4 separate regions of the Mus musculus genome follow, and all the other regions are linked to region 1. A link is a contact called in public HiCAR-type and HiChIP or PLAC-seq data. All regions are on one chromosome and are shown on one strand. The core of a region is the stretch at or near the end of the contact, and the rest is flanking DNA. Distances in the headings are between cores, read along the strand shown. Region 1 holds the start of Efhd1 (EF hand domain containing 1). Region 2 holds the start of Ugt1a6a (UDP glucuronosyltransferase 1 family, polypeptide A6A). Region 3 holds the start of Usp40 (ubiquitin specific peptidase 40). Region 4 holds the start of Nppc (natriuretic peptide type C).

The links. HiCAR-type assays count read pairs that join an accessible place to other places. HiChIP or PLAC-seq counts read pairs in DNA pulled down with a chosen protein or histone mark.
Region 2: a HiCAR-type map of astrocytes shows a contact between it and region 1, with 3 times the contacts expected there. The contact joins the promoter of Ugt1a6a here to the promoter of Efhd1 in region 1. A contact is called at or near these places in 2 of 115 datasets of contacts at active chromatin or transcription factors (astrocytes and microglia).
Region 3: a HiCAR-type map of astrocytes shows a contact between it and region 1, with 3 times the contacts expected there. The contact joins the promoter of Usp40 here to the promoter of Efhd1 in region 1. A contact is called at or near these places in 2 of 39 promoter capture datasets (embryonic stem cells and hippocampal neurons), 1 of 115 datasets of contacts at active chromatin or transcription factors (astrocytes) and 1 of 9 other capture datasets (liver).
Region 4: a contact with region 1 is called in an HNF4G HiChIP or PLAC-seq map of pancreatic cancer cells, with 13 times the contacts expected there. The contact joins the promoter of Nppc here to the promoter of Efhd1 in region 1. A contact is called at or near these places in 2 of 39 promoter capture datasets (embryonic stem cells and pre-B cells), 1 of 484 Hi-C or Micro-C datasets (embryonic stem cells), 3 of 115 datasets of contacts at active chromatin or transcription factors (astrocytes, neural tube and pancreatic cancer cells) and 1 of 9 other capture datasets (liver).

What each region holds. Positions count from the first base shown.
Region 1 is chr1:87,260,700-87,267,713 of GRCm38.p6, reverse strand. Efhd1 (EF hand domain containing 1) reads right to left here and starts at 3,361. Exons shown (of 4, transcript NM_028889.3): 1 at 2,960-3,361. The coding sequence starts at 3,264.
Region 2 is chr1:88,132,153-88,139,166 of GRCm38.p6, reverse strand. It overlaps Ugt1a6a (UDP glucuronosyltransferase 1 family, polypeptide A6A), which reads right to left and starts at 4,358. Exons shown (of 6, transcript NM_145079.3): 1 at 4,232-4,358; 2 at 1-694. The coding sequence starts at 693. All of the region lies in intron 1 of Ugt1a10 (UDP glycosyltransferase 1 family, polypeptide A10), which reads right to left. The region is part of intron 1 of Ugt1a9 (UDP glucuronosyltransferase 1 family, polypeptide A9); the gene reads right to left. The region is part of intron 1 of Ugt1a8 (UDP glucuronosyltransferase 1 family, polypeptide A8); the gene reads right to left. It also overlaps Ugt1a7c and Ugt1a6b.
Region 3 is chr1:88,004,461-88,011,474 of GRCm38.p6, reverse strand. It overlaps Usp40 (ubiquitin specific peptidase 40), which reads left to right and starts at 2,924. Exons shown (of 32, transcript NM_001198573.1): 1 at 2,924-3,037; 2 at 4,033-4,250. The coding sequence starts at 4,052.
Region 4 is chr1:86,668,021-86,675,034 of GRCm38.p6, reverse strand. It overlaps Nppc (natriuretic peptide type C), which reads left to right and starts at 4,462. Exons shown (of 3, transcript NM_010933.5): 1 at 4,462-4,686; 2 at 5,081-5,391. The coding sequence starts at 4,597. The coding sequence ends at 5,371.

The sequences.
Region 1 (7,014 bases), core at 2,112-4,611:
GAAGTACCCGGTGAGAAAACAAACCCAGCTGGGGGCCAGTCTCATGGACCCTTAGGAAGGTCTGAGCTGAGCAACCCCTGTTTCTATTAAGAACAAGGAGCCTGAGGTAGGTAGGGAGTTTAGCGTGCAGATGTGGGGAAAGGCATGCATCCTTTACTTTAGAAAGTGGAATGACATGAGGCTCAGTCCTGGCCAAAGAGAACAATTAATTTACCCTGAGCAACAGGTTAAGAGCCAATTAGAAATAGTAACCCCCCCCCCCCATACCTAAAAAAAGACCACATGAAGGCTGCGGCTGTGACTACTCTTTCTCACTGGGCTTTTCTGAAGCAACTGTGGTCACACTTATGCCACTGGAAGGAGCCACCTGAGAGTAAGGACCAGAGAAGAAAGTGAAGCGGAGAAGAGGGGAGAGGAGGGGAGAGGGGAGAGGGGAGGGGAGAGGGGAGGGGAGAGAGGGGAGGGGAGAAGGGAGAGAGGGGAGAGGGAGAGAGGGGAGGGGAGAGAGGGGAGGGGAGAGGGGAGAGGGGAGAGAGGGGAGGAGAGAGGAGGGGAGGGGAGAGAGGGGAGGGAAGAGAGGGGAGGGGAGAAGGGAGAGAGGGGAGGAGAGGAGAGGGGAGGGGAGGAGAGGAGAGGGGAGGGGAGAGAGGGGAGGGAAGAGAGGGGAGGGGAGAAGGGAGAGAGGGGAGGGGAGAGAGGGGAGGGGAGGGGAGGAGAGGAGAGGAGAGAAGAGAATCTGGCTTTAGGAAACAAGAAATGAGCTGGGTTTGTTGGTGGATACAAATCACCTAAACAGCTGGAAGCCCAGCGTGGTCTACAGAGGGAGACTCAGTAGGGGAGTGGGTATTGTAGACCAGGACCTAGGCAGCCTCAGCTACATAGTAACATTGTGGCTGGCTTGTCCTATATAAGCTACCTCAAGAAACCAGAAAGGGAGGGAGTGGAGGGGAGAGAGACAAGATAGGAAACTGTGACTGTGTATAGTCACCTGTGGCCGGATCCAGCCACACCTGAAGCAGGCTCTGGGCTTTGTTTTAGAAGTCGGTCACTTCCCTTTGTTCCTGTGGTTTTATTGCAGGTGACAAAGGCTCTAACCTAGACTTCAGATGGGCAGCTTAGCTTTGTAGAAACACCCGCACAGTTTGGGCTGTCAGCTCTCCCAGAACCACAGGTTGCACTCTGCCCTCCTCCTTAGCTTGATGCCGCCAGTGCCAACACTACTTGGCTCCAAAGACCTCTCGAAGGGATAAATCGTACTCCTCTTACACAGCAGACTAACAAACTTAACCTTCCAAATGGGAGCTTCCCAGTAAAACCTGAAAGAAGCTAAAGAGGCAACAGAGCAAGGTGGAGGGAGTGATACACAGGTGAACATCCGGGCCAGAGCAGCCATTCCTACAGAATATAAAACCCAAAGAAAACCACGGGGGCGGGGGGGGGGCAGGATATGTCAAACCACGGTGCCTTCCCTGGCTTTTCCACCATCACCCCAGTCTCATTCTCTACTCCCAACCCTACCTTCCTTAGCTGCCCAAACTGCACCCAGAGAAAACAGTGGCTGGGAGCAGGGTACTGAGAAAACAAACTGCCAGAGAGGCAGCAAGTATTGAGGTGCTCTGCAGACCTCGGGAGTAGTGGAAGCAGTGATCGCCATAGTGCCTTTAAATAGAACCTCCTTGGTGAGGGCAAACACATTCCAAGCACTTTAAAGACGCCCAAGCATGACCTGGCCACTTTTCCGGTCCCGGCCGAATTCTGGAAATAATATTAATAGCTTAGTGAGGCGTTTTCGGTGTACAGACTACTTCGTGGCCTTAAAAGGCAAAGGAGGGGTCAGTGAGACAGCTTAGCTGGTAAAAGCACTTGCTACCAGGTCTTATCACCTGAGTTTGATCCCAACCCCTGCGTGGTGGAGGGAGAGAACTGATTCTCACAACGTGTCCTCTGACCTCCACGAATGTGCCATGACACTTCCTCATGCATACACACTCACCGTAAATAAATACATGCGGTTTTTCGTTCTGTTTTGTTTTGAGACAATGTCACTATGCAGCCATGGCTGGCCTCGGATTCAGAGATTACCTCTGCTTCCCAAAACCAAATGTTGGGATTAGACGAGAATGTCACCACATCTCGCTTAGAAAGAAAAGTAACGGGGGAGGGAGGGGAAAAAGCAGCAAGAGTCATTACTGCTTTCCCTCTTCAAGTGGGGAAATGAGGCCAAAGAGACCTCTCACGTGACAGGCCACCTACTGGGTCTTTGCATGACCTCCTCTTCTGAGGGGTGATGAGGCTCCAGCAGCACCCTAGTGACTAGTGGCAGGCACCAGTTCCCAGCCAGAGGCATCTGCCATTCACCGGTTAGAAGAGTAACTGACTAGGCGACGCTCCCAGGAGGCTCCTGCGCCAGCCACTCCCCCCACCCCTCACCCCCCGCCCGCCCGCACTGGTCTAGGGACGCCTATGTGTCTTTCGAGTTTAAAGCAACCTTGTTCTCAGCCTTCCTTCATTTCTCGCATCCCTTACTGAAGACGTGTGTCAACTGTTTCCTTTGTTTTATAAGATAAAAGACAATCCAGCTAATTTCTCCCTTGAGGGATAAAATTAAGGCTGGCAGGTGAGGTGCGCCCCGGGCTCGCTTCCTAGAAGTTGCTCCGGGAGCAAATCTCTGGATCTGTGGGTGGAGGAGGGTGCGGGACCCGCCCTGGGGAGTAGGAGACTCAGGGAGGGGGCTTTTGAGTAGGACCCTCTGAGCTCCGCCGGGGTCAGATCCCCAGCCTGACGAGGTTCCCCATGGCGCGCAATGAACTTGATGCGCACGATCTGGCTGCACTTGGCCAGATGCTCAGTGCACTCCTGAACGCCTGCACCTCCTTCCTCACTGTCCCACTCGCTGCGCGGCCACCCCGTGCCCTGTCTCGGATCCCCCGTTCTTCGGGGGCGCAGGACGAGCGCTCACGTTTTGAACATCTTCTCCAGATCCTTCAGGAGGCGGCGGCTGAACTCCGGGAACTCGGTGTAGGGATTGAAGACCTTAGAGCGGCCCGGCCGCGCTGTACCCTGGTGGATGTCCAGCCTGCGGCTCAGCTTGAGGTTCAGTTCGGAGTCCGCGCTGGCTGTGGGCGCCCGGGCAGGCGGTTCAGGCTCCGGGTGCCCGGCTGGGGCATCGCAGGGTGCAGGCTGGGGGTCGCCCTGGTCGGTCTCTGCCCGCACCTCAAGTCTCAACCGGCGCTGCAGCTTGCAGGCCAGCTCCTCGCTGGACATGATGGCGGGTTGTGGTGATGGAACTGAGGTTCGCGATCCGGTACGGGGACAGAGAGTTGTGCGCTCTTTGCGGGCTCGTGGCTTTCTGACGCTCGGTGGAATCGCTCGGGGCCCGGCGGTTGAAAAGAACCGTGGGTAGGCGGGGCGGGCGGGGCGGAGCTGCGGCTTTAAGGAGGCGCGGGTGCAGTAGGACTATCTACTGGACAGGGGACAAGGGAGTGTCTGCGCGTCCTAGGGGTCGCGTTTGCCTAAACCTCTCATAAGCTGAGACTTGATGCTAATCCGTCCCCCAGTCCAGACATGGACCCTGAAATCAACTCTTGCTCTTGCCGCCAGAATCCGCCCTTTGGGAACTGGTGATCCCCAGGGAATTGGTTGCAAACACTGGGGAGTTAAGTCTGGCAACCGTTCAGGCAGTTCCATTCTCTTCCAAAGCGCTCCAACCAGGGAGCTCGCGGCCTAGGACCCTCTGAGATGGGAGAATTAAGCGTGCCTGGTAACACACCCACGTGTGTAGCGAGCAGTCGTCGCCCTAAGGCCCTGGAGTAGGAGATGCTCCTGGCAGTACGAAGGTGCCTTTCATATACCATTGAAATGTTTCCACAACAATCTAAAAATACTAGACATAAATAAAGTGAGAAAAATCTCCTGATTCCCGGGAAAAAAAAAGGGGGGGGGTTGTCTTGTTAAGGGACCAAATGTGGCAAGTATCTTGGCTGTATGGCTTTTTTTTTGTTTGTTTTGTTTTTTTAATGTGAGAGCCACCACTGCGGAGAGTGGGGTTAGAAAAGGCTTGAAAATAAGGCAACTTTTGAAACAGGAGATTGAAGTAAAAACAAGTAGAGCCGCCGTCATTCTCCCTAAGGAAGGATGTGGTGCAAATGAGGGTTCCCTCAGCCAAACATGGAGAAGCAGCTGTAAACACAATAGTGGCTGCACTGGGGACCAGCTTTGCTCCACTTGTTTTGGGCCACAGACTGGGGAGTGTGTGTGATGAGCCCGGTGGTGTGCACCGCTGAAAGGCATGAGTTGGTTGCCTGCACATCTTAGGGGGCCACAGGGAAAAATCAGAGCCATTGCGTGCTCTCATGAAAACGTAATTCGATTAGAATTCGAATAGCTGGGTGTTGGGGTACACGCCTATAACTCCAGCACTCAGAAGGCTTAGACAAGAGAATTCCAGGGTAGGAAGCCAGCCTGGGGTTCACAGCAAGACCCGCTGCTTCGCTGCTTCGGAACAAAGCAAACAAGAAATTAACACAAGAAATTAACGGGGGAAGGGTTAGGGGGAAGGGGGAGCTGGGGGGGGGAGCTCAGAGGGCTTAGCATAAAAGAGGCATAAAAGAGTTCAATCCCTAGCATCCACAAAGTAAAACACACCTTTTAAAAAGTGGTTCAAGAAAATAAGTCATTAAAAATAAAGGTACTTTTGGTGTGCATGGTGGCTCATATAAGCCTGTGATTCTACTTGGAAGGTTGGGGCAGGACTCCGACTCTAGCAGCTTGGACTGTATGTCTATATTTACACAGTAAGACCCTCTGCCTCAAAGATCAAACATCAAATAAAACAGTTATAAGGGGAGGGGGTAACCATGAGGGGTGAAGCTCAGTAGCAGCCCTTCAAAAACATGGGTTCAAGTTTTAAGGTGGTGTGTACGTGTGTGTGTGTGTGTGTGTGTGTGTGTGTGTGTGTGTGTGTGTGTTTCTAAAGCCATAGGGAAAAGTATGTTGTGTGACAAAACTTTTCCTGAGGAGACAAAACACACTCATCTACTCTTCCTAGATGGGGAGCCCTCAACAGACCAGGTATCACCAAAGTCCAACTTGGCAAACCAACCAGTTTTACTGGGGTCACTTACAGGAACAGAAATGACTCGAAGACAGCTGCATCACCAAAGCCCACCCCAGTGTGAGTGACAGCTCACAAAGCTGGGGACCTGGAGCACACTGCACAGCCGGTAGGGGCTCAACAGATTGGGTAGAGTTCATTCCAAGCTGGTTTCTGTTTCTTCCAGGCAGCCGGGTCTGGTCTGAGTCCTCTCTGCAGCTTTTCTCCTCTGAGAGTCGTCTTTGCAGCTCAGCATGTCTGAGTCTTGGTGCCTAGGCTCATCTGAAAGACTTCTTTGCCACTGAGTTGTTCACTCTGGCAGGAAGGTGCCAAGTGAATCTAGTCAGTTTCAGGGACTTCTTCAAGCTCTTTTGTTGTTTTTACCTCCCTCAGGATGAAATGTTTTGATCTCCAAGGAGACAGTTACAAGGAGTTTGCTGACAGCCTGAGTTCTGTCTCTAGGACCCACCCTGAAGGAGAGATATAACTGCAGAGAGGTGTCCTCTGACCCTCACACATGTCCACCATGGCAAGCACACACCCGCTCACATGCATATACAAAATAAATAACTATTTTTTTGTAGTTCTGTAACTCACTATGTAGACCAGGCTGGCCTTAAACTCACAGAGGGCTGTCTGCCTGGCTCTGCCTCCTGAGTGTTGGGATCAAAGTGGTAAACAGTATGATTTAAAAGCTATTAGGCCAAGAATCAATAAAAAGTTGGGCTTTTTTTTTTTTAAGCTATTAGGCAAAGCTGGAAAGATGGCTCAGTAATTAAAAGCACTAGCTGCTCTTCCTAGGGGCCTGGGTTCAGTTCCCAGCGCCCACACTGAGTGGCTCATACCCACCTATAACTCCAGTTCCAGGGGATCCAACATCATCTTCTGACATGTGTGGGCACCACACACACATTCACATATACATATCTGTGTGCACATGTGCACACACACACACATAGATGGATAAAATTAATCTAAGGAAGAGAAATAGAAATGCCATGTTGGCCATGAAGGAGTATGGGAAAGTGGAAGTTTTTGCCTAGAACAGTTGTAAGTGTCCTGGTTATATCACCCATGACCATGTCTACTCTTCTGAAGTGGGTGAGGAATGTCCATAGGGGAAAGGGGAAATCAGATAATTATATTTCGTTCTCTCTCTCTCTCTCTCTCTCTCTCTCTCTCTCTCTCTTTCTCTCATTTTTAGACAAGGTCTTAAGTAGCTTGGGCTACTCTCCACCTTCTGTGTAGCCAAGGATAGCCTTGAAGTCCTCATCCTCCTGCCTCTACCTCATGAGCACTGTGATTATAGATAGGCTGGCACCACTAAACCCAGTGTAAATCTTGCTTTAAGTCCGAGGTTTCTGGTCCAGTTCCATTTCTGTGTGACAAGCCATCCCCAAACTCAGTGGCTTCAGACAACATTTATTTTGCTCACACGTCTGCACTTTGGACAGAGCTCTGTGGAGAAACCTCAAATCTAAAATCTATTTCATGACCATTAGTATAGGCTAAGAGAAATGATGGAGCTGGAGGGATGGCTCTGTGGTCACGAGCACTGGCTGTTCTTGCAGAGGATCTCTGTTGGGTTCCCTGCACCCTCAGGGTAGCTCACAACTGCCTGTGACCCCAGTTCTGGGTTATCTGACACCTTCTGGCTTCCTCGGGTACCTCTCCCCCATCCAACATACACTCACACAGTTAATCACGTTCTATAATAATAATAATAAGTTTATATAAAAATAAATAAAATATAAATAAAGAAGGAGAAGAATCCTGTGGCACCTTGGAAGTGACAATTTAAGTAATGAGCAGCAGGAAGTGAGGGGGCCTAACAGCTGTGAGCTCACACCACCAGTCCTTCCGTGGTGAGCATTAAACCCTCCCCGTCTCGGCCAGCACACTGTTCCCCCCCCACTCCCCCC
Region 2 (7,014 bases), core at 3,109-5,608, 870 kb before region 1:
GATTTCATACTTTGAATACAGACAATAATATAGGTAGTTTTCCAAGATGTTAACAATGAAGTTGGCCAGCCGTTGGGGAAACGTCATGTGGTCTGAGAATTTGGTGTAGAATCTGGGCACATAGGACACAGGGCTTGGGCTTTGACCAAGCATGTGTTCCAGAGAGCATGGGAAACCTCTGAAGAGGTAGACAGAGGGCAGGTTGAGATACTCAGCCAGGATCACACCACAGGGCATGGCTGGGTCTGTGAACAGAGCATCAAACTTGTTCTCCCTGAGGAAGCTGAGGGTGGCAGAGTCCTTCAGGAGGCTCTGGCAGTTGGAAAAGAACATGTCCACGACAATCATGTTGTTCCTGTACTCTCTTAGAGGACCCATCAGGGAGGCACCGGGAAGAAAGTGGTTGTTTCCAAAGGTGCGAAAACGGGTCTGCAGTTCTTCTAGGCTGTAGGTAACTGAGAAGATTTTCCTCCTGTAGTATTTGGATTCTCCCAAAAGCAAATTGACTTCTGGCACTAGGACCATAATGTCATGTCCTCGTTCACTGAGATGTTCTACTATCTCCTTCATGCTAAGCCAGTGGCTTCCATCCTGGGGGACCACCAGCAGCTTGTCACCTAGAACTGAGGCCCAAAGCACTAGGAAGAGAAACCCTGCAGGAAGTGTCTGAGCAGCAGGAAGAAGGCAAGCCATCCTAGGGAAGGGAAGGCAACAATGAGTACCCCTGAGGCTGCAGGGCCCTCAGCTACCCCCACACACACACTCAGTGACTGACCTCAGGACTCCCTGCCTTTCTCTCCCTTATTCTAAAGCATGCCCTGTAATATGAAGGGAGCTAAATTAATATTTAACCATATTAAGCAGGTGGCTGACTCTGTGTAGCCTATCAGCCTTTATTAGAGATTCTAGTTTTCTTATCTTTTTCTCCATTAATGGGCTAATCCTTCCAATGAGTCTTTGCTACTGTTTAAAGAAAACCTGGAAGGAGCTGACCTGGGCCTTGTGAGTTTAGCGGAGAAATGGCTCTCTGTCAATGCATTGACACTTTCCTGTCAACTTTGTTCACATAAAGGGGGAAGCACTAACTTACCAGAGGACATATTTGATGTTCAAAGCAACACAGATGTTCAAAGCAACACAGAGCTCTCTCCTCCTCATAATCTTAATCTTCACCTTCTTCTGTGTCTTTGGGCCTATGTGGCTGTATCTATAAAGGATGCCAATCTTACAGGGTGGGACCCATCCTAAGGATCTCATCTTCACTAAGTTCATCTGCAATGACTATGCAACCAAGCATGCTGGCCACTAAGCTTAGTGTAGTTTCCAGGACACACAAGTTAGGCCTTAACCCCCACCCATATCCCCACACAGTACAAACCTCAGAGTGCAGTTATGGCCAGCTTTCTATGTGCGAGAAACTGAGGTTGCTGCCTAAGCAAAGGACAGTAGTTGTAACCCCTGGAGCTTTGAAAGAAACTGAAATTATCCACCTCTGCCTAACTGTTTACAAACTCTTGGTCTTTGAATTTCTTCACAATCATCAAATGGTTAAAAATGATGGCAAGTTTAGTTTTAAAAACTCAACGGAGAACCAGGGATGAAGTTTGGTTGGTAGAACACTTTCTTAGTCGGTAACCTTTGCACTCTGGGAGGGAGAGGCAGAAGGATCAGATGTTCAAGGTCATCCTAGCTACATAGTGAGTTTGAGAACAGCCTGGATTTCATGAGTGTTTGTCTGAAGAACAGAAGTGGGCCTGAAGAGATGGCTCAGCAGGTAAGAACACTGACAAGTCCTCCAGAGGACCGAAGTTCAAATCCCAGCACCCTCACAGCAGCTAACAGCTATGTGTAAACCAGGCTCCAAAGGCTATGCTACTGTCTTCTTACCTCAGTGGACATATTCACAACACACATATTTACATATAGACAAACACCCATTCACATAAGACTAAAATCAATAATATGTCAAAACAAAGTTTTAAAAGAGAACCTAAGTGGATTTTACTTGTACTTTTAAAATCAGTCAGCACCTCACATAGAGTGAGTGTGTAGTGAGCCAACTAGGAGAGAGTCTAAGTCTAATATACAAGGCCTTCAGAGACCTTCACAATGTTCCTGTGGGCTAAAGAAGTCAAAGGGACTATTTTAAAAATCAAAGTTGACATACCCAAACACACGCAGACACTTCCTGGCTAACATTCAAGAGAAGAATAAATCCATTTTGTTAACATACAGCAGGTTGGGAGGACAGAAAACTGTCTAAGAGTTGCTTTGCTTGATGTTTTTCTCCAGTCCATTAACTGGCTGGCCTCCTAGGGAACAGCTGGAAATCTCTAATTTGCATTACAGTTTGTTCTGTTGCAATGCTACATAGCCTGAACCTTCGAGAAATTCCACAGCACCCTTGGGGAGGATGCTCTAGGAAAGCAAATGACCATTTTGGTATTGCTAAGAGAAAACTGTGTTCATTTCCTAAAATGGGCTCCAAAATGCCAATGGGCTCCTAGAATGTATTTTGAATCTCCTTGTTTGATATCAAATAAACTTTCCCACCTATGGCCCAAGCCTTTCTTATTGATGCATGGCATTGATCTCTCTGAAATGACAGAACTCTGGAGAGTGAGAGCGACCTGGAGCACATATGATAAGCATGTTCCAGGGACAGCAGAGCTCAGGGCTGATGTGACCAGAGGTCTGCAGCTTTCTAGCCCTCCTTTTGGTAGTTTAAATGAAAATGGCCCCTGTGGGCTCATAAAAAATTGCACTATTTAAAAAGTTAGGAGGAATGGCCTTGGAGTAGATGTGGCCTTGTTGGAGGAAAGGTGTCACTGATGGTGGCCTTTGAGGTTTCAGGGGCTCCAGCCAAGGCCCAATGTGTCTCCCCCTCCCTGTTGCCTGCCAATCCAGATGTAGAATGCCTGGCTTCTTCTCCAGCACCATGTCTGCCTGCCTGCTGCCATGCTTCCTGCCATGACCATAATGGACTAAAGCTCTCAAAAGTAAGCCAGGCCCAATTACCTGTTTTCCATTCTATGAGTTGCTGTGGTCATGATGTCTCTTTATGGCCTTAGAACCTCTAAGATGCTCCCCCTAGATGATATACATAATAAACACGATGTCAGCTCTGATCACCTACTTCCTTTAAAGTTCTGCTAGTGTCCCATCCGTGACACCTTCCCTGTTGAGCCCAGGGTCCAGCAGCCCAGTCTGTGGCCCTGGGCCTCCTTCCCTTCCTTGCTATCATTACCTCACCTTCTGTGTATTTATGCATCCCTCTCCCAACTATTAGTAGCATGTGCAGGGTGGGATCAATCATTGTTCTAATGTCCCTCTCTACCAAACTCAGTGTTCCTCTCTATTGAGTCTGCAGCATGCAGATCAGTGTCCAGCATACAGAAGGCTCCGAGTACCAGTTTGTGTGTGAGTAAACTGGCATTGGGACTGTCTGTCCATTTTATCCTTGTGCCTCATTTTCAATCAAATAGTAAAAGGTTACTCAAGGAAGGATAAGACAGAACCAGCTCCCTTGTGAGGAGTTGGTCGCTGACCCTTCGACATGTGTATAAGGGAAAAACCAACGACCCTTTCCTTCTGCACACTTTCACTCACACAGCTCTTGTGTTACCAGGCATGTATGAGTCAAGTCAACCACTTAGCAGAGTTGGCTACAGACCAGAGGCTCTTTTACTCAGCCTCAGAGCAGCTCTGCTCAAACCACTCAGAGAATCACTCAGTCAGAGGTTCATTACAGCAGCAGCACCCATAGTGCAACAAGACAGCAGTGGAGAAATGCCAAGAGCTTGGGGGAGAGACATGGCCGCTCTCTGTGTTCTTGGTGCAACCTATCCTCCACACCTTCAGCAACCTGGCAGCTCCCCAACCCAATCCCTCTGTGCTTTCATAGGGGCCGCATCATGAAATACAGGGGATGGGCTGATTGATTAAATTACCGTTGATCAGTAATCAACCCTAACTTCAATCCCTTTCTCTGCCCTTCCCTCTAATCTCAAAGCTGGTTCCAGACCCCATCCTTACAAACTTTCCAAAAGTTGCCCCTTAAGCATAAGCTTTAAGAAAACAGTACAACAGCTTATCACAAACAAACAGCACAGGTTTCCCTCCCACCCCTCATGAAATCAACAGGCATTTGGGAAGCTCTGCACAGGAAGACAAAAGCCCTTATCTTTCAAATTCTGTATTGCTCTCTCACCACACATAATCTGTTACTTGCCTGTCAGATAGTAAGGTTAGAGACCTGTGCCTCTAGGTAGCACGTGATGAGGGCCCTTGAGCAAGAGTAAGAAATCTGGAAGTCGGTTTCCAGTCAGCCACCATCAGCCAGCATCTGAATTCTGGGTTTTCTAACCACCACCAAAGAGGGAGGGTTACATTTGTTCTGTTTGTTAATCACTGCTGAGGGCGGGCCAGGGAGTTATGGATGTTGAAATCAGGCTGCCCTGGAGGAAATTGTTCTTTGAATCAAGGAACTGGCTCACCCAGACCTTGTCAGGCATATGCATATTGGAACCAGCTTGCCAGTACTTGCCTTAACCTTGGCACCCCAGTCGGTTGGGGCTCAGGAAAGCAGGACTGAAGGGGCCACCCCAAAGGGCAAGCAGGAACATAGCCAAGATGAAAGTTCTTTCTTTAAGGCTTACAAAGACTCCACTCAGTCCAAGCAGGGGTGGAGGATCAGCGTGGGAGGGAGGAGGGGAGTTGGAGTTTTTTGTTTTGTTTTGCTTTTAATTGATTCTTTGTGGGTTTCAAATTGTGCTTCCCAGCCCACTGGTCACCCATCCCCCTGGTGTCTGTTCTTTGCCTTTAACACATAAACAAGCAGGCAAAACAAAAACAAAAAAGCATTGAAAATATCTCATCATGGAAGCTGTAATACTGTCACAGTGTGTCCCACAGTATGTCTCTCTGTCTACACATGTTCACTTGCTAATGTTCATTGCAGTGAGGCACTGGTCTGGTTTGAGATCTCTGGCTTTTGTGACATAAACAGGATTTTTGACTCAGAATGAAAAGAGACAAGCTTACAGCAATGAGAAACCACTCCCCAGAGACTCATAAAGGAAGCACACTGTAGCTCTGTCCTTCCTGAGTGGCAGAGCAAAAGCTCTCTGAAGAATGTCTTTAAGCAAGCTGGCATGAATTGGGGAAAGCACGAGGAACTGTACCCTCGTATTCTTTATGACAGACACACAATTTACCGAGGCCTGGGCCCTTCCTAGGAAAATCAGGTTCACCTGGGTACTGACTGGCTTGTTCTTGTTTCCAGCAAGTCCATGGGGTCATAGGTTGAAATCAGGAAGAAGGCAGGAGAGGACAACAAGGTTCTGTCAGAGCATCACCAGAGGGTGCTTTGCAAGCTTTGTTCATGAGATTTGACTCTACTGTTTCTTAGACTGGTGTGTGTGTGTGTGTACATGTGCACAGAGAGAGAGGGGGGGGTGTGCAGCTGTCAGGAGTATTTCTGTACTGGGCACCAGAAAAGGGAATGTGGCATGCCTGGCACTTCTAAGTTTTATCCCTCCTGCTGCCCAGGAGGCTCAGTCCAGTCCAGCGGGAGGATACAGGCTCAGGGTGTCTTGCATAACATTACTTCTACCTATACAGGGGAAGGTCAGCTTTAACCTAGGGATTTCTGAAGAACAACAAATGGGGCTTGGGGCACACACCAGTGGAATGAAGGCATAGATCCTGGGATAGAACCACACTGTATGGGTAAAAATGCCGCTCCCCAAAGTGAATGAAGAACAGCTAGCATCTGGAGTAGGAAGGAGGTCTGAAAGTTGACAGGGGACAGTTTCATTCCAGAAGCTGAGGGCTATCTGAAAAGGTCAGCCATGTAGAGGAATTCCCTTCTCAGGAACTCACCCTTCCAGATCCTTCAGATACCTAAGCCCAGGAATTAGAGGCCCAGGACCTACAAGATGACAGAAGACCTACAGAACAATTTCAGACTTGAAAAATCTCAATTCAGAACACAAAAAAAGGCAAAACCAAATCCATGAATTTCCCTGGTTTTGTTTCTGCTGCTGTGGTAAAATACTCTGATAAACAGAAGCTTAGCGGACACAGGCTTATTTTACTTGCAAGTCAGATTCTAGTCCATCCTTATGGAGAAGGTAAGATGGCAGAACCTGAAACAGCAGACAGAAGATCTTCAAGCAAGGGCAGAGAAAAATGAACATGTGCACGATTAGGACTTAGCTAGCTTTCTCTATTCGTATGCTGTTCAGGGACCCAAAGCAGGGAATGATGCTTCTCGCTCTCAGGTGGGATCTACATCAATTGCAGCAAGCAGAACCATCTGCTACGGATGGACACTGCCATAGGCCAACCCAAAGTAGATAATCTAGGTGAGTCTGGGTTGTATCAAGTTGGTGATGAAACCAACAGTTCTTTTAAAGTTTAAACACACATGTGTATAATTATAGGCACATAAGGATATACTCAACTCAATTCATCAAGTTACTTAAACAATCCATGCAAATTTAGAACCTGAGTTTGGACCCCCAATGTTTACAAGAAACTTGAAACGTAGGGAGTGTGAGCAGCCCCCAGTGAGTGTAGTGCCTGGTGAATGAGTATTTTGACATGAGCATGACCTGTCTAGGATTCTGAGAATTATCCATGACAAATTGGCAAAGTCATTATCCACATTGGTGAGCTAGGAAGCAGAGAACCTTGAGTAATCCCAGCATTGTTGTGTTGTGTGCCTGTCCTGTCTTCTTCCTCTCATCACCACCCCTAGCCAGGCATCTGGTACCCAAGCGAATCAGGAAGCAGCATCCTGACACCACAGCATGGACTTGCAATCCCAGCTCTGGGGAGGCAGAGAAAGAAAGAGTCCTGGTGCTCACTGGCTAGCCAGTCTAGATGGGTTGATAAGTACAGTTACAGTGAGAGAGAGATGGTGACTGAAGAAAGTAACACGGAGTACAATGTGATGTCGTCTTTCATGCTTATACACGCATACACACACATACATGCACACTCACTCAC
Region 3 (7,014 bases), core at 1,675-4,174, 740 kb before region 1:
ATTCACATTCTTCTACATGATAACCACCAGTTGTGCCAGCACCATTTATTGAAAATGCTGTCTTTTTTCCACTGGATGGTTTTAGCTCCCTTGTCAAAGATCAAGTGACTATATGTGTGTGGGTTCATTTCTGGGTCTTCAATTCTATTCCATTGGTCTACTTGTCTGTCGCTATACCAGTACCATGCAGTTTTTATCACAATTGCTTTGTAGTAAAGCTTTAGGTCAGGCATGTTGATTCCACCAGAGGTTCTTTTATACTTGAGAAGAGTTTTTGCTATCCTAGGTTTTTTGTTATTCCAGATGAATTTGCAGATTTCCCTTTCTATTTCATTGAAGAATTGAGTTGGAATTTTGATGGGGATTGCTTTGAATCTGTAGATTGCTTTTGGCAAGATAGCCATTTTTACTATATTGATCCTGCCAATCCATGAGCATGGGAGATCTTTCCATCTTCTGAGATCTTCTTTAATTTCTTTTTTCAGAGTCTTAAAGTTCTTATCATACAGATCTTTCACTTCCTTAGAGTCACGCTAAGGTATTTTATATTATTTGTGACTATTGAGAAGGATGTTGTTTCCCTAATTTCTTTCTCAGCCTGTTTATCCTTTGTGTAGAGAAAGGCCATTGACTTGTTTGAGTTAATTTTATATCCAGCTACTTCACTGAAGCTGTTTATCAGGTTTAGGAGTTCTCTGGTGGAATTTTTAGGGTCACTTATATATACTATCATATCATCTGTAAAAAGTGATATTTTGACTTCTTCCTTTCCAATTTGTATCCCCTTGATTTCCTTTTGTTGTTGAATTGCTCTGGCTAGGACTTCAAGTACAATGTTGAATAGGTAGGGAGAAAGTGGGCAGCCTTGTCTAGTCACTGATTTTAGTGGGAATGCTTCTAGCTTCTCACTATTTACTTTGATGTTGGCTACTGATTTGCTGTAGATTGCTTTCATCATGTTTAGGTATGGGTCTTGAATTCCTGATCTTTCCAAGACTTTTATCATGAATGGGTGTTGGATTTTGTCAAATGCTTTCTCCACATCTAACGAGATGATCATGTGGTTTTTGTCTTTGTGTTGTTTATATAGTGGATTACGTTGATGGATTTCCGTATATTAAACCATCCCTGCATCCCTGGAATGAAACCTACTTGGTCAGGATGGATGATTGTTTTGATGTGTTCTTGGATATTGCCTCATTGTGTAAGAGAAATCAAAAGGATGGGATGAACTACAGTTTTAACTACAAAGGAACAGAAAATAAAGTGGGTCAGACAAATGTAGACAAGACTGTCTATGGAGAGACCTAAAGTGTGAGAAATGGGGGTGGGTGGGAGGGATTGGACAGTTGAGTGCCCAGAATTAGAGAAAGTACACAGAAAGTAAGCCAATCCAAGAGATAAGATAACTTTGGGGTATGGCCACTTGCAGTAAGTTGACCCCAGAGAGAGAAGGAGAACGTAGACAGGTGGTAGAATGGAACTATGAGTCAGAACATAACAAAGAGGCCAGGCTGTCCTAGGTTGCTTTCTATTGCAGTGATGAACACCACCAGTAAAAGCAACGTGGGGAGAAAAGGGTTCATTTCAGACAGCTCACAGTTCATCACGAACTCAAGGCAGGGCAGCAACTCAAGGCAGGGACTAGAGGCAGAACCTGAAGTGGAGGCCATGGAGAAACCCTGCTCTCTGGCTTGTTCCCTCTGGGTCACTCAGTTTGTTTTTTATACAACCCAGGTCCACCTTCCCAAGGTTGGCACCACCCATAGTGGGCTGGGTCCTCCCACATTAATCATTCATCAAGAAAATGTCCCCACACTTGCCTCCAGGCCAATCTTATAGAGGTATTCTCTCAGCATCTGTTCCCTCTTTCCATGTGACCCTAGCTTGTGTCCCGTTTACAAACAAAACAAAATAAAGTACAAAAACAAACAACCTACCAAGAAAAAAAAAAAGTAATCAAAACCTAACTAACAAGCACATGGGTGTAAGGGGATATAGCTGCCCAGAGGGAAGCCACCTATGCCTGTGGATCTTGGCTTACAGTGTTGAGTTTTGGTCAGGGAATAAAAGTTTAAGGTATAGCTGTGATTTTTAAATAGGAGGATAAAGTACCATAAGACAGAAAGAGATATGGCCAGGAAAGCAAAGTGAAGGGGAGGTTGCTAAAAAGCAAAGTGGTCCTCCACCTGGAGTACTGAGAGCTGTGTACTCTCCCAGTCCATTTCCTGGCCCAGACCCCTTATTCCTAGCCAATGGTCATCTCCAGTCCTTTCCTCCCAACACTTCCTCAGCGTTCTAGCCACACCAGCCTCCCTCAAATGTTCCAAAGACAAATCCCTTGGACTGATGGTCACTTGGACTCTGCCACCCTCAACCCCCATCACCCTCCATCTTTATTCCTGTTCTCCATCTCTTAAACTCTCAGCTGAAATAAAAATTAGATTTCACCTGTTTCCTTCATTCACATCCTGATAGAGGTTGGAGGAGACGAGGGAGATACAAATGGGGTCTGTGCAAAGGATGGGAAGTAACCTATCCGAAGAGCTCCAGCAGGACAGACAGTTTTGTGTGCATACATGCTTGCATGGTTATATATAAACTACTTAAGGTGGATTGAAGGCGATGTAAGAAGGTTCACAGAACGTAGAGCATTTTCACAAGTTTTGTATCAGAGATATACTTTGAAGAGGAAAAACTGTTTTAAGGTTCTTTTGTTATCCTAGAGCAGAGACTATATAAATACATACTCCACTTAAATGGTGAAAGCTCTAACAGAATGTGGCTCCAACGCTTTTTGCAGGCAGCAATAAATACAAATTTTAACTTGTAAGCCGTCTGGAAAAAGAGCAGTATAACTACCCATAAATCTCCGCGTGGCGCGACGCACCCTGGGAAGTGTAGTCGCATCTGGGGTGGGGGTGGGTGGTTGGAAATCACTTTCCAGAGACACGGCCTCCTCGGCATGGCGGTGCCCGTTCGGAGCGAGTTCGTTTACTCTGTGCTGTGGCCGGGGCGGGGGTCTGGGCTATAGGCAGTAAGTGGGGCTGGGGAACTGGGCGCAGGGAGGGACGAGGGCAGCGTAGGGACGACGCCGGCGGCCTGGGGAGAGACGCCGGGCCTCTGCTGGCAGCGCGTCAGGGGTCGGGCCGCGGGGACGCGCGCCTGGTCGCGCTCCTGGGCGCTGGGCGGCTTGGTGGGCGGCAAGGCCTCTGGAGCGGCGTGACGGGAAGCCAGCCCGCGAGCTAGCTCGAGGCCTGCCTCGCGAGTTCCATTTCTTGAGCTTTTGTTCAGAGGACTGTGTTGGGAAGGAAGAAAACTGCATTTTGGCCATTCCTATCACTTAAGAGAGTGTTCTCAGCGTTTTACCCCAAATGTCCCTTCCCCACACAAGAAACAGAACAGATTCCCGCAGGTCCCCACTTCTGCAGTTGGATTCCTGGGTATGTTTTGGAAGGCCATTGGACTCCATGGCTCTAATGACCAGAGTTTTTCTTCCTCAAGGTACTTACTCCTGGCTCTCTAGTTTAGGGCCAAAGTGCTGAAACTACTGTCAAGATTAATGTGATAGGGTTAAGTCACTGAAACGCTGTGATCTGGTACTGTGTATGAAGGGATGGGGGAAGCTGAGATTTCATAATTGATGAAGGCTCCTCCCCTTCTCTCCCCCCCCCCCTCATTTAGTGATGTGGAATCCAAGAATAGTTATCGGTTCTTGTGGGTCAAGCCCTTTGTACTCAGTAACCTTTCTTTTGTCATGTGACTGGTTTAATTTACCTATGAAAAATACGCAGCCCCATTTTACATAGAAGTAAATGTTAGCTAAAATAACTTGTCCAGGATCACACAGGTTAATCAGGACCCCGTGTAGGTAGGAAAGACAAGTCAGGTCTCGCTTTCTCCAAAACACAAACTACTGTGTTTTCTGAAGAACGATTTAACAAAACAGCTACGCTCGAATAATAAGAGAAAATTGGGGGTGGAGGTACATTTAAAGAATGGAAACATTTATGTAACATATTTTCTTTAAAGGATAGCGTTTAGTTCCACCATGTTTGGGAACCTATTTGAAGAGGATTATTCCAGTGTGTCAAGTAGTCAGTATGGAAGAGGGAAGAAATTAAAGACTAAAGGTTTGGAGCCGCCTGCCCCTAGAGAATTCACCAATTTAAGTGGAATCAGAAATCAGGGTGGAACCTGTTACCTCAGCTCCCTTCTTCAGACGCTTCATTTCACACCTGAATTCAGAGGTATGCTATGTGACATGCATTTGAATAATATGTACCGTGGGCTTTATATGTAATTAGTTATGAAAAAAACATAAAAGAAAACGAATCTTAAGGTGGATTCAACAATATGTGTTTCATTGTTGCAAAGAAAGACATATATTTGCCGTTCTCTGAAGAAAATTATGAAGCTTACCATTTAAAAAATCTATTCTGTGTAGTGATGTAGTGTTTCATAACAACAGCAGCAAAAACAAGGCAAGGTATTTCTAATTCCCATAATTTGAAATACAACATAAAGAGAATTCTCTCATCTTTCTCCAGAGTAACGGTCACTTAAGACAGGGTTACACATGCAGCTTGACTTCTGCAGTGGGAAAAGTTGTCACATTATTTATACACATCCATAGTTACATATCTGCATTTCTGAGATTCAGAGAACTCTGATTCTGAGCTGATCTGTACTGAATTTGTTTGGCCTCAGAAGCTAACCTGGCTGAGGCTTCTTGGGAGTTTTAGTTCTCTCAGGAGTATGAACACTAATATATTCACAACAGGAATGTTAATCTGTTTAGTTAGCATTGTCTGCCCCAGACCTTGATAGGAATGAAAAATAGTGTACAGACACCTCCTTCATCACTCAAAAACCTGGAAATTATGAATTTCAAAGACCCAAAGGAATTGAAGTAAGGAGCTTTGTAAAGGAAACAGAAACAAAAACCTACACAGATTAGCTGTATTAGACGGCTGTGGTGAGTTACCGAGATGACAGACTATTTCTCCAGAAACCACATGCTGGAAGCCAGGCAGTCTTCACCAAAGCCTTTATTTCTTGCCTATTTCTCAACATGTTTGTCCCATTCCCATCTCTACACTCCAGCTTCCTTCATTGGCATCTCTGTGTCCTTTGATTCCAGCATGAGCCTTGTTTGACCTGTGCATGATCCGGATTGGGGGGGGGGCGGTGTCCAAATATTCATGAATATGTAGCTCATGTCTATTCTGACGACAGTCTGGTTTGGCTTGTACTTAAATGCCGAGTTCTCACTACCACACCGTTTATCAGATCTCTGGAATGTTCTGTTTCTCTGAGCTAGACTTATTTTTCTAGCGATTTAGGACATATTTACTGTTGTCCACATCTAGTGTGCCATTCTAATGCAGTGAACTGACAGATTTCAGAGTGGTATCTTGTGTCCTTGACCTCAGCCTCTATATAAAGTTGCCTCCTGATAGTAATTCTACTCTTCAGAATTTTCAGCATTACTAAGCAGTAATGAAGAAGGATATAGACCTTCCAGGTTTTAATAGGGTTGAAGTTAAAAGGCAACTTAAAGTAAAGGCAACTTAAAGTAAAAAAAAAAAAAAAAAGAAAAAAAAAGAAAAAAAATAGCCTTAAGAACAGACTTGAGAGCATGTAGGAGGTGGAGCAAGAGAAGGGTCCCAAGTTCAAAACCACATGAGACTAACCCTCTCTCAAAACAAAATGAAGAAAAAGAAACTGAATAGTAGCTATATGGCACACACCTGTAGTCTCACACACAGGAGATTAAGGCAGGAAGATTAAAAGTCTAAGGCTGGCCTGGGCTATCTAGTGAGACTGTCTCAAAACCCCAAAAAGAGAAAGAGAAGGGGGGGGGGGAATCAAAGTAGATCATGGAGAATACCAGGAGCTTGAGAGGAATAGACAAGTCCTTCCCCGTCTCTTTTAGTATGGAGTACAGTTTATTTAGGGCAATGGGTGGGGGGGAGGATTGAGGGAGTAGAGAGAGAAGAGGAGTAGAGGCAGGCCATGAGCATGTGGAGAGAACGTGGAGGGGGATGGGAGGGAGGGAGAGGGTAAGGGGAGCAAGAGCAAGCAGAGAAGAGAAGAGAAGAGAGCAAGAGCCGTAAGCTTCTCGCATGTCTTCAAGCACGTAGTTTGGCACTGGATGCAGTGTGCACTCTGCATGGTTCAGCATGGTCCTGCCGTGGAAGAGAGGAGCAGGTATAATCTGGAAAGAGTAAGGAGGAACAGATACTGAAAGAGGGAAACGGGGATGTTTTGTGTAAATGTCCTTTGTGGGGAGTGGTGTTCCATTCTATTTCCAGTACATTGCAGTGCGGAACAGTGGGAGGCTAGACTAGAAATGAGTGGTTTTGTTCCTTACCCTGTAGGCTTTTCTGCAGAGTAGGCACCAATGTTCTTCAGTAAAGAGATCTATTCACTCCGTTTATCACTTACCTCAGTGGAATGTGTCAAAACACTGGAGGCCAGTGCTGGGGCTGACAACTTCATTTTCAAGTAAGGTCATTGCCATGTCTTACTACTTGCATAGAAAGACATTTACACACCAAAAAAGGGAGGTGGGAAGGGTCTCAAGGTAGAAGACGTCCAGCCTGGTCCATAACTTGAATGGTTGGTTAGCAGCCTCACATGTGACATTTTTCTGTCTTCTGTGACTCCTCATAGCTTTTGAATCCCATAGCCAAAGACAGTGAAAACCAATCTTTTTTTTTTTTTTTTAATGCTTATAGGGTTTTTTTTTAAGGGGGTGGCGCAGTGTTAGGTATGGACTCTACCCTTAAACTACACCTTAGTCTTTGGATTTTTTTGAGGCAAAATCTTATAGAGACCAAGTTGGCCTTGATCTCAAGATCCTTCTGCCTCTGCCTCAGGAATATAGTGCTAGAGGATGTCCCATAATGCTCTGCCTGCTTATGTTTTTATGTTCTGTGGATCTGTCATACTGAAGTGTCACTTGATATCTGTCCTTAGATCTGGTGGACAGAAATCTTAAAAGAATTT
Region 4 (7,014 bases), core at 3,213-5,712, 590 kb after region 1:
AGGTGCTGGCAGGGCCTCTGGGAAAGGGGAAGAGGGGCAGCTGCCTTGTCAGGTGGGGGTGTCCTAGGGTCAGGAAAAGACTCAAATCTTTCCTGGAATTTCTGGCCTACAAAGGATGCCTGATGACGTTTTCTTGGCATCCAGCTCCTCTCCTCCAGGGCAGGCCCTTAGGTGCAGGCCTCTTGAGGGAGGTGCCAGGTTCAAGGAGACCTAGCCAAGCCTCCGTGTCCCCCACGGCTGTGCGCTATCAAGCAGTCCCATTCATCATGTTGGGCCCCACCACCGGGAAGAGTGCGTACGTGTGAGCGGTAACAGTCAGATCCCCATATGCCTCAGCTGCTTCCTGCTGCCTCCGCCAGATTCCCTCTGCCCCCATCCAGGAGGCAAGGACGGCCTTTTCCCAATTACAGGTGGTGAAACCGAAGGCCCTGCACAATGATGAGATCTGGCTAGGATCCCGCTGCAATTTCCCTGCCTGGCCTCCCCAACAACAGCTCACAGCCTGTTTAGTATCCTCTCTGAGAAGTTATGCAGCTGGAAGGGGGCCCCGGGATGAAATAATTGCAGGGAAAACAGATGGGTTTCTCAGCAATGCTCTCTCCTCTGAGGGCCTGAGAATCCACCCCTGTTATCCCAGGGCCAGGAGGGGGCATCGCTGCCAGCAGCTCCTGCCTACCACCTGTTCTTGAGGGGACAGTCCTGTCGCAGCGGCCCTCCCCTCAGGTTCCCGGAAGCTTTACACACCTTTCACAATGGGACCTCTTTAGCTTTCCATCCGGTCTGGACAGCGACTGTTCCAGAAGGTCCTCTGCAATGGGCACGCTTTCCCATCTCCTTCTTGGAAAGGAAAAGGGGGTGGGGAAATGGGGTCATGAGGATGAGGTCTTTTTTCTCAGACCCCTGCCCTTCAAAGACCCAGGAGAGAGAGAAGGGCCTTGGCTGTGCCATACTTGATGCCTGAGGTTTGAGGTTTGTCATAGGTCAGCTTTGATCTGACTGCCATCACTCCCTGCTCTTTCTGTCCCTGCCCCCCAACCAGCGCCTCTTCCTCTGCCTTAACTTTCCCGCACCCCCAGGCTCACTTACCCTCCCACCCTATGTGCACAATGACTTTATGAAGACAACCCTCTGTCACCTCTTGCATGGACACTGCCTTGGGCCCCAGAACTGCCTCTCCCCCAGGCCTGCCCTCCCCTGGGCACCCCACCTCAAGCCATCTAACCTCCCTCGATCTTGTCTCTTTACCTCCACTGGCTGGCTGTCTCAGCTTCCTAGGGTTGTCTTTTAGCAAGCTTCTCGTTCGATTGGGTTTTGTTGTTGTTTGTATGTTTCTTAGACAGTACTTCTAAGCCCTCATCTTCCAGTTAACCCAAAGAGGTCACTCTGACCCTCTTTTTTTTTTTTTTTTCCTATGTTATATGCCCAGTTCAGACTTCTTCACTGGAAAGCATGTTCTGTTGGCTCAGATTGAGAAAAAAGCCCTCCTGACATGACCATCTCCGTCATCATGTTTCCCAACCGATGAAGCCAGTGTTTATTCTGTGGCCCACTCCTGCGCTGGAATGGAACTCAGTGACTACAGAGTAGGTTGAAGGGCAGCCCTGTAGGTATGTAGAACAGTCATGGATGACAAATGGTCAGATGTCCAATAAAACTACTAATCCCTTGAGCCCCAAGGGCCTCTTTTCCTTCCTTTGAGTCAGGAGGAATTGAAGATTTCAGTTTGTTGATACTTTTAGATTTATTTTCAATTGTGCATGAGTCTGTGTCTGAGTACGGTATGTGTACATAAGTATAGTTGCCTGAAGAGGTCAGAAGGAGACATCAGAACCCCTGGAGCTAGAGTGTCAAGGGGTTGTGAGGTTTCCCCCAGGTTCTCTGCAAGAGCGATTTGTGGCCTTAATTGCTGAGCTATCTCTCCAGCCCCCGGGCAAAGCTTTAACACTGAACAGTCAGCTCAGTGCCTGGTCCGTTCATTTAAGCTGCTCAGTGGGCTGGACCACTGCTCCTCCATCTCCACTGGGTTCCCAGAGCCAAAGGCAGGAGAAGTAGACTTCCCAGAGAAAGGGAGCTAAGATCCCAAATCTAGGCCCAGGAAGGAAGCCATGAGGAGCAGCAGACCTTCAGTCTCTGAGCACATATGTGTCCATTGCCTCCCTGCCCCAATGTCCCTACAGCCCACCCCCAGACTCTCTGCCCACAGGTTCCTGCCCCAACAAAGGAATCGGTTCAGTAGCAGCACCAGAAGCGGCAGGAAAGCCTAGCCCAAGGTTAACTCATCCAGGACCTACCATAGATGACTACACTCAGAGATCAGAAGCTGTAGGTCATCAGAAGATTCCCCTGCAGGACCAACTTGATGGCTTAATGTGCGAAGGGGCTTGCCACCAAGAAGCCCAAGTTCCTCCCTGGGATTTACATGATGGAAGAGAACTGACTCCTGCAAGCTGTCCTCTGACATCCACACACACACCAAAATACATCACAGTACACACATGCCTGCACCACACACACACACACACACACACACACACGAATGCACGCGCACACACACACACACACACAAATAAATAAATAGATAGATAGATAGATAGATAGATAGATAAATTTTTCCTTGAAGAGATGTCGATTGTAGTACAGATGTAGTCATCCCCCACAAGACCATGGGTATCATCAGTTTTACAAAGCCTCAAACCTCCTGAAGAAGACCTAGTTACCAGCCCATTACCAAGACAGGATAAAAGAAAACCATCTGTAGTCCTTTAGAAAGTAGCTATCAAGACTGAACAGTCCCAACTTATCCTTAATAAGGGGCCTTATAAGACACTGCTGCGGTCTCAAAGCTTGGATGGTACTCTCCTGCCCCTTAGGCGAAAGACACTCCATGAAGCAGCTGAAGGCCTCACCCTCATCTCCTTTCTCCTCTCTCTCTCCCTCTCAAGCACAACACGGTTGTCGTTTCGTATGTAGTAACACAGAAAGGCCATGGAGGGAGGAGCTGAATGGAGATGAGCCACCAACCTTCCAGAACTGACAAAGGACTTGAAACTGATGTCTAGATCTTTCTTTGGGCAATATGCTGACTCAAATCAAACCTCACCTGTGAGTCATTTCCCAAACGAAAGGCTGGAAGGAGCTTGTGGTCCTCATTTGGAGTCTTTGGGTTGCATGCTAGGAAAGGACGAGGAAGTAGACGGCACACTCAGTACACTCTTGCTTCCTCTGTATCCTCCAGAAGCATTGGGTCCTCTAGACCCATGTCCATCCCAGCAGTCTTCCCACTACCCTCTCTTCCCACTTCCCTTTCTCTGTAAGAAGCTAACTGGCTCCTGCTTCTCGTCCTCTCTCCCAGGCTCTTTGCTCCATGAGACCACAGGGACCCTGCCAACATTCATTTCCCTCGCTCAAGCCTGCATCCTGCTCAGGAGAAGGGACACAAACTCTTGCACATCACTCCATTCTTGAAACTACAAGTTCTCTCGTGGCTCTAAATTGCAGAGCTCCCTAGAGTCCGATGGACCAAGATTCCAGGTCAAGGCGAGGAATTGTGTGCAGCAGAAATAAGTGGCCCGGTCCCTATAGCCAGAAGGCAACTACAACCCCAAACTCAATGGCGATGGCCTATTGAGGCTTGGAGCTGGTTAAAACCCAGTACTGCCCATAGTTTCTTAGGGTATTCAGGACACTAAAGTGGACATCTCCACCTTCAGGAAGGGCCAGTACATCACTGAAGGAAAGCTACCTGCCTCCTAACCTCCCAACACACACACACACACACACACACACACACACACACACACACACACACACAAACTCCTGGCTCACACTCGTGGGTTGATGACATCCTCTCACTCGTGGGTATCCGAGACTTACAAGTCTCCTTTGCAGCTACAACATTCAAGCTCTCCCTCCACTTCCCACTGGGATCTACTAACCCCATCCTCTGCCGCCCCCATGTTTGAGCGTGTAGACATGGTCAGCCCTTCCACCCTGGCTAGCGCGTGGCAGCATTTGTGAAGAGTTTGGAAACAGAGCGATCTGTGTAGATTTTGGGCCGCACCAACTTTCAACCTGTGTAACTTTGCATAAAGGACATTTCTTCTAAGCCTTTGCACCTGCAGAAGGAGTACAGACACGTATCAGGAGCAGCAGATACACAGCGCAGGGACGCCTAGAAGCCTGAGTACTAGGGCGAAGCGCATTCTACAAATGGAGTTCTTTTCTGCGCGCCGCTTTGTGGCTTTGAGCGCAGCGAGCCGAGCCGCCGGCTCCTTCGGAGGTGGGATGTGGGTTGGAGCAGAAGAGGGAGCCCCCGTGGCCCCCTCCCGGCCCCCTCCCGGCCCCCTCCGGGCCGTCGATTCGGCCGCGTGCGCTGTGCCATTGGCCCTGGAGGCCCGGTGGGCGGGAAGATGACATCAGCGGCAGGTTGGATTATAAAGGCTCCAGCGGAGCCACGGACTCAGAGCGCACCCAGCCGGCGCCGCACAGCAGTAGGACCTGTGCTCGCTTGGCAATCCTGCTCCGCATCCGCCTATCCGACTGCTCACCGGCAGTCCCGGCTGCAGACCGTCTGCACACCTCGGTCCCATCGGCACCATGCACCTCTCCCAGCTGATCGCCTGCGCCCTGCTGCTCGCGCTACTCTCGCTCCGGCCCTCTGAAGCCAAGCCCGGGACACCACCGAAGGTGGGTGCTGTCGCGGGGACGCTGGGCTTGTGAGGGGCGTGGAAAGATGTGGTGCGCAGGAGGGAGCAGAGAACCCGGAAAGGCAGACCCCCTCGGACTTGCTCCCTCAAAGCGGGGACTTCTCGGGTTCATTTCCCAGCCTCGGGAGAATGTCGACACATGCACACCTCCCGTGCCCCAATGTGCCCAGCATGACCTGCGGCACGGGAAGAGCAATGGGCTCCCCGGAGGAGCAGGCAAGAAGGCTGCGTGGCAGGTGGATGCTGGACTCAGCTGTCCCGCATCGGTGGAGGCACGCTCATGGCTGAGAAGGGCCACGCCACTCTGGGCCCCGTAAAAGTCATCTATGCTACATCGGTGCACTCTTTCACCTGTCCACTCTTTTCTCCGACAGGTCCCGAGAACCCCGCCAGGGGAGGAGCTGGCGGATTCCCAGGCAGCTGGTGGCAATCAGAAAAAGGGTGACAAGACTCCAGGCAGCGGGGGAGCCAATCTCAAGGGAGACCGATCGCGACTGCTCCGGGACCTGCGTGTGGACACCAAGTCCCGGGCTGCTTGGGCCCGCCTTCTGCACGAGCACCCCAACGCGCGCAAATACAAAGGCGGCAACAAGAAGGGCTTGTCCAAAGGCTGCTTTGGCCTCAAGCTGGACCGGATCGGCTCCATGAGCGGTCTGGGATGTTAGTGCAGCTACCCCTGGCGGCGGTAAGTAACACCATCGGACGCTCCCCGCTCGCCTAGCTCTGCACCCAAGAGAGCCAAGCTCTTATCACTGTCCTTCGCAGACTGTTTGGTTTCCTCCCTGATCCCTATGTTCTGTGACCTTCCCCCAACCAATTTAGGCATGGGATCAAGTGTACCCAGACATTTGCCTGCCACCTCACATATCCCATTTTACAGATTTAAAAAACAACAACAACAAAAAAGTGAACACGGGCCAGGTCAGAGACCAGGTTCAGCCTTAGAGTACTCCATCTGGCTTCCTCTAGAAAAATAGAGACAGGCTTATGCAGTCCCAGCCTCCAAACCCACCACTGACCACTGGCCAGCTAGCCAACTGGAAACTTGTTAGAGAGATCCTGGAAAGAGGGAGAGAAAGATGTACCACCAGCCCTGTGCCAGCAGCCAAGCAGTCAAGTGCTAGGATGCCTTTCTGGGGCTGTTGTCCCTCAGGTGAGGCAGGCATGCAGATATGCCTGCCCCCTCCTAGTAGAGAGAACCTCTGTGGCAGCAGCAGGGCACTCTTCTGCCTGGGGCATTCTGAATCTTAGCCCTGCTCTCAACTCAACTGTGGGCAAACTGGTCTATCCAGGGTCCTGATGCTGCTGCCCTGGGGCTTCCGAGATGAACCTTAGGCTGGTGACCCTGTTTCAAGAGAGAGGCAAAGGAACAAGCTAAAGCTTATTTCGTGACCTAACCTCAAACTCAGTGTGTCCACAGTGAGTTCTTTACCAGCCTTGTGGTGCTCTGAACTATTTCTGGCCTCCTTCCCCTCCATGGAGACGGGAAGCCTCCATCTTCCCAGCATCCTCATAAGCTGCTGGGTCCTTCCTGACTTCCTTCTGCTCTCTATCCCTGATGATGTGATGAGACACACTTTACTTAGATAAGTGCTTGACAGTCAGGCTTCTGCTGTTCCTTGGCTTTGCCTCTTGCTCTAGCCCACCCCAGTGGTGAGGAGGCTGCTCTCCCCAACCCAGGAAGATTGACCAGTGGCCATTCTTTTCCCAGTAAGGAGTAGGAACACCTCCCCCATCACATGACAGGAGCCTTTTTTTTTTTAAAGGCATGAGAGACCTTTGCAGAAGTGCAGTGCTCTGTGTACTTGTGTCCCCATATTAATTCATGAGTAACTTAAGTGACAGACCTTCAGGAGCCCACATCATACCCAGAAGGGATCTTGGAAATATTGGCCACTGACGAGAGAAACACATACCCCCAGTTCAGGAGCTCTGCCAAGTGCCCTGGCTCTAGATCTCGGATGGCCCTCTCCTCTCTGCACTGAGTCTTGAACAGGCTGCGTGCTTCACCCCAGTTCCACAGAGGTGTTAGGTCTCTGCTCTACTCAGGGAGAGCGGTGATTCTAGTACTTATGGGCGGGTCTTTTGCTATGTTCCATATGAATACCTAAGAGATGGAGTCTGAGGACTTGAATTTTCAGTTTGCGATGTATGTGCCAAGAAAGGACTTTAGAGTCTAAACCAACGTTACTTAACCTCCGGTTAAATGCCTGGAATGTGCTTCTCTGAAGGTGCTTTAGGCATCTGTGGGCACAGGGTAGTGAGAATGTTGAGGAAAAATCAAGACAATTAAGGCTTCTACACCCTA